Linked DNA regions of Neogale vison: region 2 is linked to region 1. A link is a contact called in public Hi-C data. All regions are on one chromosome and are shown on one strand. The core of a region is the stretch at or near the end of the contact, and the rest is flanking DNA. Distances in the headings are between cores, read along the strand shown. Region 1 holds the start of STAG1 (cohesin subunit SA-1). Region 2 holds the start of MSL2 (E3 ubiquitin-protein ligase MSL2).

Region 1 (3,832 bases), core at 587-3,086:
AAATCAGGATTTGTCCTTAAATAAAGGGAAGTAAGATTTTAAGAAGGGGCTAGGGGTTTGATATGCCAAGAAAATGAGGAAGGAGAAAATGGTTGGAAATTATAACTCTCTATCTTAAAGTGTAAGTTCATTTTGTTGTTATGAAGTCTGATTAAGCTAAGGAATAAAGTGCAAATGAAGGCGGTGACTGCTTCTTTTCAGAAATGTGTGTGAAAGAAAGGGTGATAATACAGTACCTGGAGAGAATAGTAGCACTGAAATTTTTAAAAAGACAGTGGTAACGGTGTGTTGAGAAGCAAAAAGGAAGAAGCTGGTGGATAAGGACATTGAAGAGACAAGACCTTACAAAAGTAGTGGTGGAGGGAAGTGAGAAGGGATGGCTTACATAGTCCAAGGAAGATTGGCTTTGGAAAAAAGAGGAGAACAGGTTGATTTGGTGAGAATTTTTGAGATCAGGAACACAATGTGACTACAGATACTTCAAGATGGAGAGAATATCAAACTGGAGAATTTATAATCCCATTGCTTTGGTCCCTGGAAACTAAATGAAGTTATCTTTTAGTATAGACTGCGCCTGGCACCTTTAATAACAAGGAAAGCTGTAAACAGTCTTTGCAAAGAATATAAAAGAAATCAACAAGACATTAGTGCGTGTGTATGTGTGTGTTTAGCTCCGTTGCTACTTCATCCAGTCAAACAGCCATACACTTTGTGCCCTTTTCGGAAAGAAACCAGAAATTGGGGTAATTTACTGGAGATTGGCTTTGAGGACTGTAAAGGAATCGAGCGATTCTAAGGCAATATTAAAACAGAGCTGGCTCTAGCAACAGAGAATTTGGTCACAAATTGGGTTGATGAGCCGGGAGATTAAGGATTCACTTTTGTACTGAAAAGTTGTGAGCAGGTGAAAGATAGGAGCCACCATCACAGAAAAGCGCGGGTAGGAAGAGGCCACGTTCAAGGGCATATTTTGATCACGATCTCCCGTCAGTCAATTCTCACGTCCATTTCAGAGCCACTGAAAATAGTCCTATGCTGTGGGAAGAGAAATCGCATACCAAAGCTGAGGCTGTATTTTCCCAGTCTAGCTACATTCCTTTTTCACTAACTAGCCAATGCTGCCGCCTTATGCAAAGCCAGCACTAAGGAGTGGATCTGCTTTCCAGAGGCAGGGACGACGCCAATCGGCCTGGAGCTGGCACTGTAGCGTCTAGATTGGCACGGGAGGGCCTGAACAGTTCTCGAAACCTTTTCACCCTTACTGGCGAAAGCGCCTTGCCAACAGTCAACAATAAGTATAGCTAACACAATGCTAAGCTCAGAGACCCTCTTCAAACCCAGGAGAGGTGGGAGAGGGATTTAGCTCCTTTACTCCTTCCCATTTCCGCAAGGGGCTACCCAGCGTCGGATGCGGACACCACGACTCAGGCGGAGCTGCAGAGAAGCACTAGTCTCGAGAGCTGGGGAGGGGCCTCGGTGAAGGGGCCGGGGGCGGGTCTCCCTCCCAGGTCTCGGAAAAGCTCCAAAAATGGCGGGCGGCAACCCGGCTAGCGGGGCGCGCAGGCGCCACCGTGGCCGTCCTTCCGCCAGCCTCAGGCGGCCCAAGAACCATCTACAACGTCCTCACCAAGAGGTATCCGCTAATTGCGATTGGCTGAGCTAGGCTACCGCTCCGCGCGGGGGCGGGGTCTCCACGCAGCGGCCACGTTTCCCGCCCCGCTGGTGCGCGTGCGTGCAATCCCCACAGGAAAGCGTTTGCGCGCGTCCCCGCCGTGGCCCCCAGCTCGCGCCTCAGCTCCCTCCCTTTTCCGGGCAGGCCCGTCCCGTCAGCTAGGCAGTAAGCGTCGCGGCCAGCAGAGGGCGGTCCGGACCCAAGTCTGCAGCGGCGCCATTGGCGTGTGGAAAATGCCACCAGATGGCGGGTTAGGATTGCAGCTCCGTTGAAGGCGCGGCCCCCGCTCCCGAACCCCCGGCGACCACCCCGTAACAACCCCCCCACATCGGGAATAACACACCGGAGACTTTTGGGGGGAAACTAGGTCGACGGCCGGCGGCGCCCGGATGGGCAGCTGAGGTGAGTGCGGGCGGCGGCGACGGCGGCGGGGGGCGGGAAAGGGGGAATGCGGCGGCAGCGGCGCGGGGGCTGGAAGCGCGGATCCAAGATGGAGGCCGGGCGAGAGCGAGAGAGCGAGGGAGCGCGGGCGAGGAGCGGGCGGGCGGGCCGGGCGCGGGCCCCGCGCGGGGGAGGGAGGCCGCGCGGGCCTGTGCGGGGCGCGGCAGTCGCTGGTTGTCCGGGAGCCCGGGGGGGGCGCCTGTGGGCGCGGCGGGCACCCGGGAGCCCTCGTTCCTCCCCACCCCTCCCGCGGGCCCGAAAATTCTGCCCCCGCCTGCTCGGGCACTACAGCGACGGGCGCGGAAGCCTTTGTGGCGCGCTCGGGCCCGCCGCCAAGCCAGCCCTTCGCCCTCCGCCCCCCCGCCCGGACTCTCGGGACTCGCCCGCTCCCGGTGGGGCCGGGCCGAGGCGGGCTAGTGCGAATGCCGTCCGCCGCCCGCCGCCCTGCGTTTCTGCGGTGTTTTAGCGGCGGCGTCGTCACATGACAACGAGCTCGCCTCCGCGGAGGGGCCTGGGGGTCGCTCGGCGTGGCGGCCGGCCGAGGCTGCTGCTTGGTGGGGTGGGGCAGGGGGTTGGCGACTGGGGGAGAAGGGGCGTCGAAGCCGGGCTTTCCCGCTATCTGCCTTCCCCGCCCCCGACGGAGGCCTCCCTGTGAAACGTGTTCAGGCCAGAGCACTGCCCCGCTAGTTTGCCAATTCCTCGGGAGAAGAGGCCAATAAAAGTTGTTTTCCCTCCTTTCTCGGGGTGGGGGCGGGGTGAAGAGCTGGGAAACTGGAGTGCCTGGAGTTGGACCTGGGCCTTGATTGGAGGGTCTGAACTGGGTGCTTTATGTGTGCTCTAGGGACTGAAAAAAATTTTCAGGTCTTAGGATTGTCACGTCACCCTTTCTACCCACATTTGAAATGTTATCGATTCTCTTCACATTGCAGAGAATCGTGCCCGGGGCGTATAAATCGTGGGATGGTTTCGGAAGCTTATAGACCCAAAACAATGCTGTCTGTATGTGACGATAGCGAATTATTTGCTGTTAAAGTTCTTGTTAAGATGGTGAATATAGTTTATTCCTAATTGTGGTCCTGACTAGAAAGGAGTATATTTTGCATCTTCTTAGGAAATACATTGTAAAAGTATTTGAGTTGGTATAAAGTTCAGTGATTTGTGATTTATGTGGAATTTGAGTATGACTCTACCTTTTAGTTTTCCGTGTTTTTAAGAAACCTGCAAATTTTGATGGTGATATACCTAGGAAAGGACACACAACAATGAAACTAAAAACCATTTTATTTACTGTTTATATATTGTACTGTATTTTCATATTTATAGTGATAATATCAGATTTTTAAAAAATTGCAGAAGGGGGGATATATTGAAAGATCCGGAAAGGTTGTCTGTTTGCTTTTGATTTTTTGTCAACACTTAGAACACAAATTTTTTGCTTTCTAAATAAAGTTCTGGAAAACCTACAGGTGTTCTAATTTTTTTTTTCTTTATATTTTTTAGAATGTATTTTAAATTTATTTAAGTGGTTTACCAGTGGTCGTTTTTACAACCCAACCAGCTACTGTTGAGTGGAAATTTCTCAGTATCCACTTTAGTTTTTGATGTTCTGATAGCTAGGAGATAATGAAATAGATGGGAAATACGGGAAATTATGTTACTTGGATTCCTTCTGTTGAAGACAGTAATATAATTACTGTTGATTCGAATGGCTCTTTCAGA
Region 2 (3,832 bases), core at 576-3,075, 570 kb after region 1:
TTTGAGAATACTTGTCATTTTCCAGATACAAGACAGCCAAATGTACTTTGCACAACTTTGTCTAATTTCTGCTTTGCTCCCTAACAAAATTAAGAACTTAGATTTTTACTGCTCTATACGTACGTAAGTGGTGATAATATGCTAGCCCTTGTAAAGAAAATAAATCTGTTATCATATGGCTCTAGAAATTATATACCAGAATTTATTGGGTTCCCTTGTTATCTTATTAATTTCTACTCTGAATAGAAAATCCCTAAAACTAACTGTATTTGTGCCCCCAAAAGATAGACATGTCACAAATTTCACTTTGCAAACACGTGTTGATCATTTATTTTGCGCAAAAAACTATGCTAAAGAGCTTTGGTATCGAGAGATAAAAATGGTTCCTATGCTGTTTCCATTTGTGCTCCTCAAAAAAAGTTTTGTACTTTTAGAGATGAGGGGAATCTTACGTTAAGATAGGATTTTGTTTATTTATATCTGTGTCCTCGGTCTCCTGCAAAAACAAGGCGAAAGCTTGTTTAAAAAAAGATGTACTTTCAAGGATTTGGGTCCCTTCTAAACCAGGACCTTGGATTCCTCAAGAGCTCTGTTCACAAAGAAGGGCTAAGTCTGTCAAAGTTGCCGAAAAGGGGTACGTTTTGCTTTTAAATTGGACAGTTTTCCTCTACGAGCTCGGCGAGGTCCTCGTCGGTGCCCCAGAAGACTGGGCAGCTGGCGTCGGTCCGACTCCAAGGACCAGAGTCCGCGGAAAGAGCCCAGCTCGGAAGGACGGGAGAAAGGAGATGGGCCCGAGCCCCACCGATTACACACCGCCTGCCAGGGTCTTACTGACCTCAGGCTGCCATCGACGCTGCCGCGACCCTAACCTAGCAAACGTCGCCCGCACGCCGCCCGGGCGCACCGACACGCTGTTTGCTGTCGACCTTCCCGGCTCTGACTGCCCAAGCAGGCCGAGGCAGCGCCCTTCTCAGTGCTTGGAAAGCGCTGTTCCAGGAGAAAGGCCGCGAGGGCGGGGCTTGGGGCCGTTCCGGACTATTTCCTCACATCGTGGTCAGTCAGGGCGAGGAGGACCGCCAGGGCGGAATGCCACATGGCGCGTCCCCGCCAGGACTCAGCGTTGGCGGGCATCGAGGAAGCAGTGTAGTGCGAGGGGCTCAGAGCCCATACCGTGGAAGGATGGGTCAACTAACGAATGTTTCGCCACAGCCCACACGCCTAAGAGGGAATTTGAGGGAGCATGGGGGAGGGGCGGACAGACCTGCCGTCTTGCAGAGAGCATGCTCTGTTCTAAGAGCCGTAAGTGGAGAGCCAGGCATGCGCAGTGAGGCCGGGGTGGGTTGGCAGCAGGGAGGGGCTGGCGTGAGCGGGCTGCTGTGTTTATCCGGTTTTCTGGGTGGGCGGTCAGGGCGCACGCGTGAGGGCGAAAGGCGGTGGAGCTTGATATTGGAATGCGCATGCGCGGAGCCAGCCTGTAGCTCAGGGAGGGTGTGGAGGGGGCTCTTAGAGGAGAAGCAGGGGAAAAGGGAAGCGAAGGGAAAGGAAAGGGCGGGGGGGAGGGGTGAGAGTGTGCTCTGCGCATGCGTGCGGGCGCTAGCGACGACGGCGGCGGGGGAGTCTCGGGGATGACAGTGGCTTTGCCCGTTGGGGTAACGGTCGTCGTCGCCGGCAGGGCCTGAGGCGCCGCACAGTCCGCGGGATTCACTAAAGCCGCAGCAGCCCGGGCCCTACTGAGTTAGAGTGGCGCGTGGAGTCAGGGTGAGGGCGGCGAGGCACGGGGGGAGGGGCCTGCCGCGGGGCCTTGCTGGTGCTCTGGGCGGCGGCGGGGCCTGGCGGTGTGAGCGCTCGCCTCAGCTGCGGCCGGGCGGGAGCCGTGGGCGGCGGCGGCCGTCGTGCTTGGAGGAGGAGGTCTCCGTGTGTGCGGCGTGGAGAAGATGGCCGGGCAGTGAGGGGGCGGTGCTTGTGCCTGGTGACCTCGGAGTGAGCGACTGAGGAGCGAGGGGCGCCGCCGCGGCCCGGCCGGGCCTGCTCCCCGCCCCCTCCCGCTGCCGCCGCCGGCCCGCGCACTTCCTCCCCAGCCCTCCCCTATCGGGTGGGGGACTCTCCTGCCCGCTCCGCCACCTCAGGGAACAGCGGGGTTGTAACCGCCAGGGCGGAGAGTCAGGCGCAGTCCGGGCCCCGCGTCCGATATGGAGAGAGCGGCGGCAGCCTCCGCCTGCCGCAGCTGCAGCATTCGCCGCCGCCGCGGCTTGGTGCACTAGATTGAGGAAGTCGACGCCCGAGCCGTCCTCCTCGCCGTCGCCGCTACCTCTGCGCTGGGCGCTGTGATGGAGTAAGGGCCCTGCAGCTCGTGAGAAGCGTGCGCGCCCCTCGGACCGGGCGGGGGCCTGCTCCCGCGCCCGCCCAGCTCGCCCTGAGGAGGTGCCTCCGCGTCCGGAGATGCAGCGAAGGCCGCCCGCGGAGCCGCGGGGCTAGACTGAGCGCCGAGTCCCGGCCCCAGCGCCGAAGCCCCCGCGTTCTTCGCCCCGAGGCTGCCTGGGACAAACTCGAACGCTGGTTTCTCTCTCTCTCTCTCTCTTTTTTTTTTTTTTTTTTTGTCTGCAAGTCTCAGGGACGGAGGAGGGGCGCCAAGGCCCCATGTGTGGGAGGATTGCTTCAGCTCCACAAACTTGCACGGATTTTAGTTACTACTTTGGCCAGTGGTTCTTCTCTGATTTCCTCCGATTTGTTGCAAATTCGCCATTGTTCCCTGGCTGCTTACAAAGTTGGATCCGGAATTTCTTTTCAACCGGGAGCCAACGGTGTCGAAGTGTCTGCAATGAACCCCGTGAATGCTACTGCTCTCTACATTTCCGCGAGCCGCCTAGTGCTCAACTACGACCCCGGAGACCCCAAGGCGTTTACAGAGATTAACAGGCTCTTGCCTTACTTCCGACAGTCTCTCTCTTGCTGTGTTTGCGGTGAGACGCTTTTTATTGTTCCCTTTCAATGCTTATTTTAAAAAAAAATCTGGGCTTTGGTAAGAGGAACGGTTTGGCGGCGTGGTAGTTTGTATTAAGCTTTTGTTATTTGTGCATTAGTATACGGTCATTAGTTTTGAGGCTCGTCAGAGGACTTTTGCCCAGCAGTTCAGAAAGAGCCCTCCTAAACCGTTTTGTACGGCGGCCTTAATGTTCAGAACTGTTTAATTCTTCTCGGGTCAGTTTCTTGCCATTTCTGTTGATGGTTTTATAAATGAGTGAAGTATGCTTGCGTAGTGCTCCTCTTTTTTTTTTTTTAAACCTTTGATACAAGAGCTCACAACACTTACCTTGGTTAAACGTGGTTTAGCCTGGTTAAAAAATGTACGTGTGGCGTGTTTGCATTTCCCCAAACTGGTGTTAGGTGTGGGTAGTGGTATAATCGGATGCACCCACAGCCTGTGAACTCGATGCAGAACTTTTGTCTGTGTTTCTCAACATGCTTTGACAGTTTGACAGTAAATAGTGAGCCCGGGAAGACTGAAAATACTCTCTTTTTTAGCTGGTGGGATTTTTACGAAATTGTTGTTCCTTATTTTGTGGTTTTAATATGTTATGGCCTGGTAGACAGTTATTTTAGGTGGTTGGCTTTTTTATCCCCCCACCCAAAAATATTTTCTGTAGGGTAGGTTACTTTCAGGTTATTTTTTAGTGGTGAAGAATTGCTAACTTATCTAATGGAAGTGTCTCAAAAGTGCTGATAATTTGGAATGACTTTGTACCTATTATTTTTTAACTTTACACCTTTTTTCAAAAGCCTGGCCTGGAAACATTAATAGGGAAATGGCAGTTGTCAAAAAAGTACTATACTC

Evidence for each region. Hi-C and Micro-C count contacts between places; a contact is called where the count stands out from the background.
Region 2: a Hi-C map of fibroblasts shows a contact between it and region 1, with 7 times the contacts expected there. The contact joins the promoter of MSL2 here to the promoter of STAG1 in region 1. A contact is called at or near these places in 2 of 3 Hi-C or Micro-C datasets (fibroblasts and muscle).

The regions. Positions count from the first base shown.
Region 1 is chr6:127,221,662-127,225,493 of ASM_NN_V1, forward strand. STAG1 (cohesin subunit SA-1) reads left to right here and starts at 1,837. Exons shown (of 35, transcript XM_044252306.1): 1 at 1,837-2,074.
Region 2 is chr6:127,793,595-127,797,426 of ASM_NN_V1, forward strand. It overlaps MSL2 (E3 ubiquitin-protein ligase MSL2), which reads left to right and starts at 1,826. Exons shown (of 2, transcript XM_044252312.1): 1 at 1,826-2,960. The coding sequence starts at 2,819.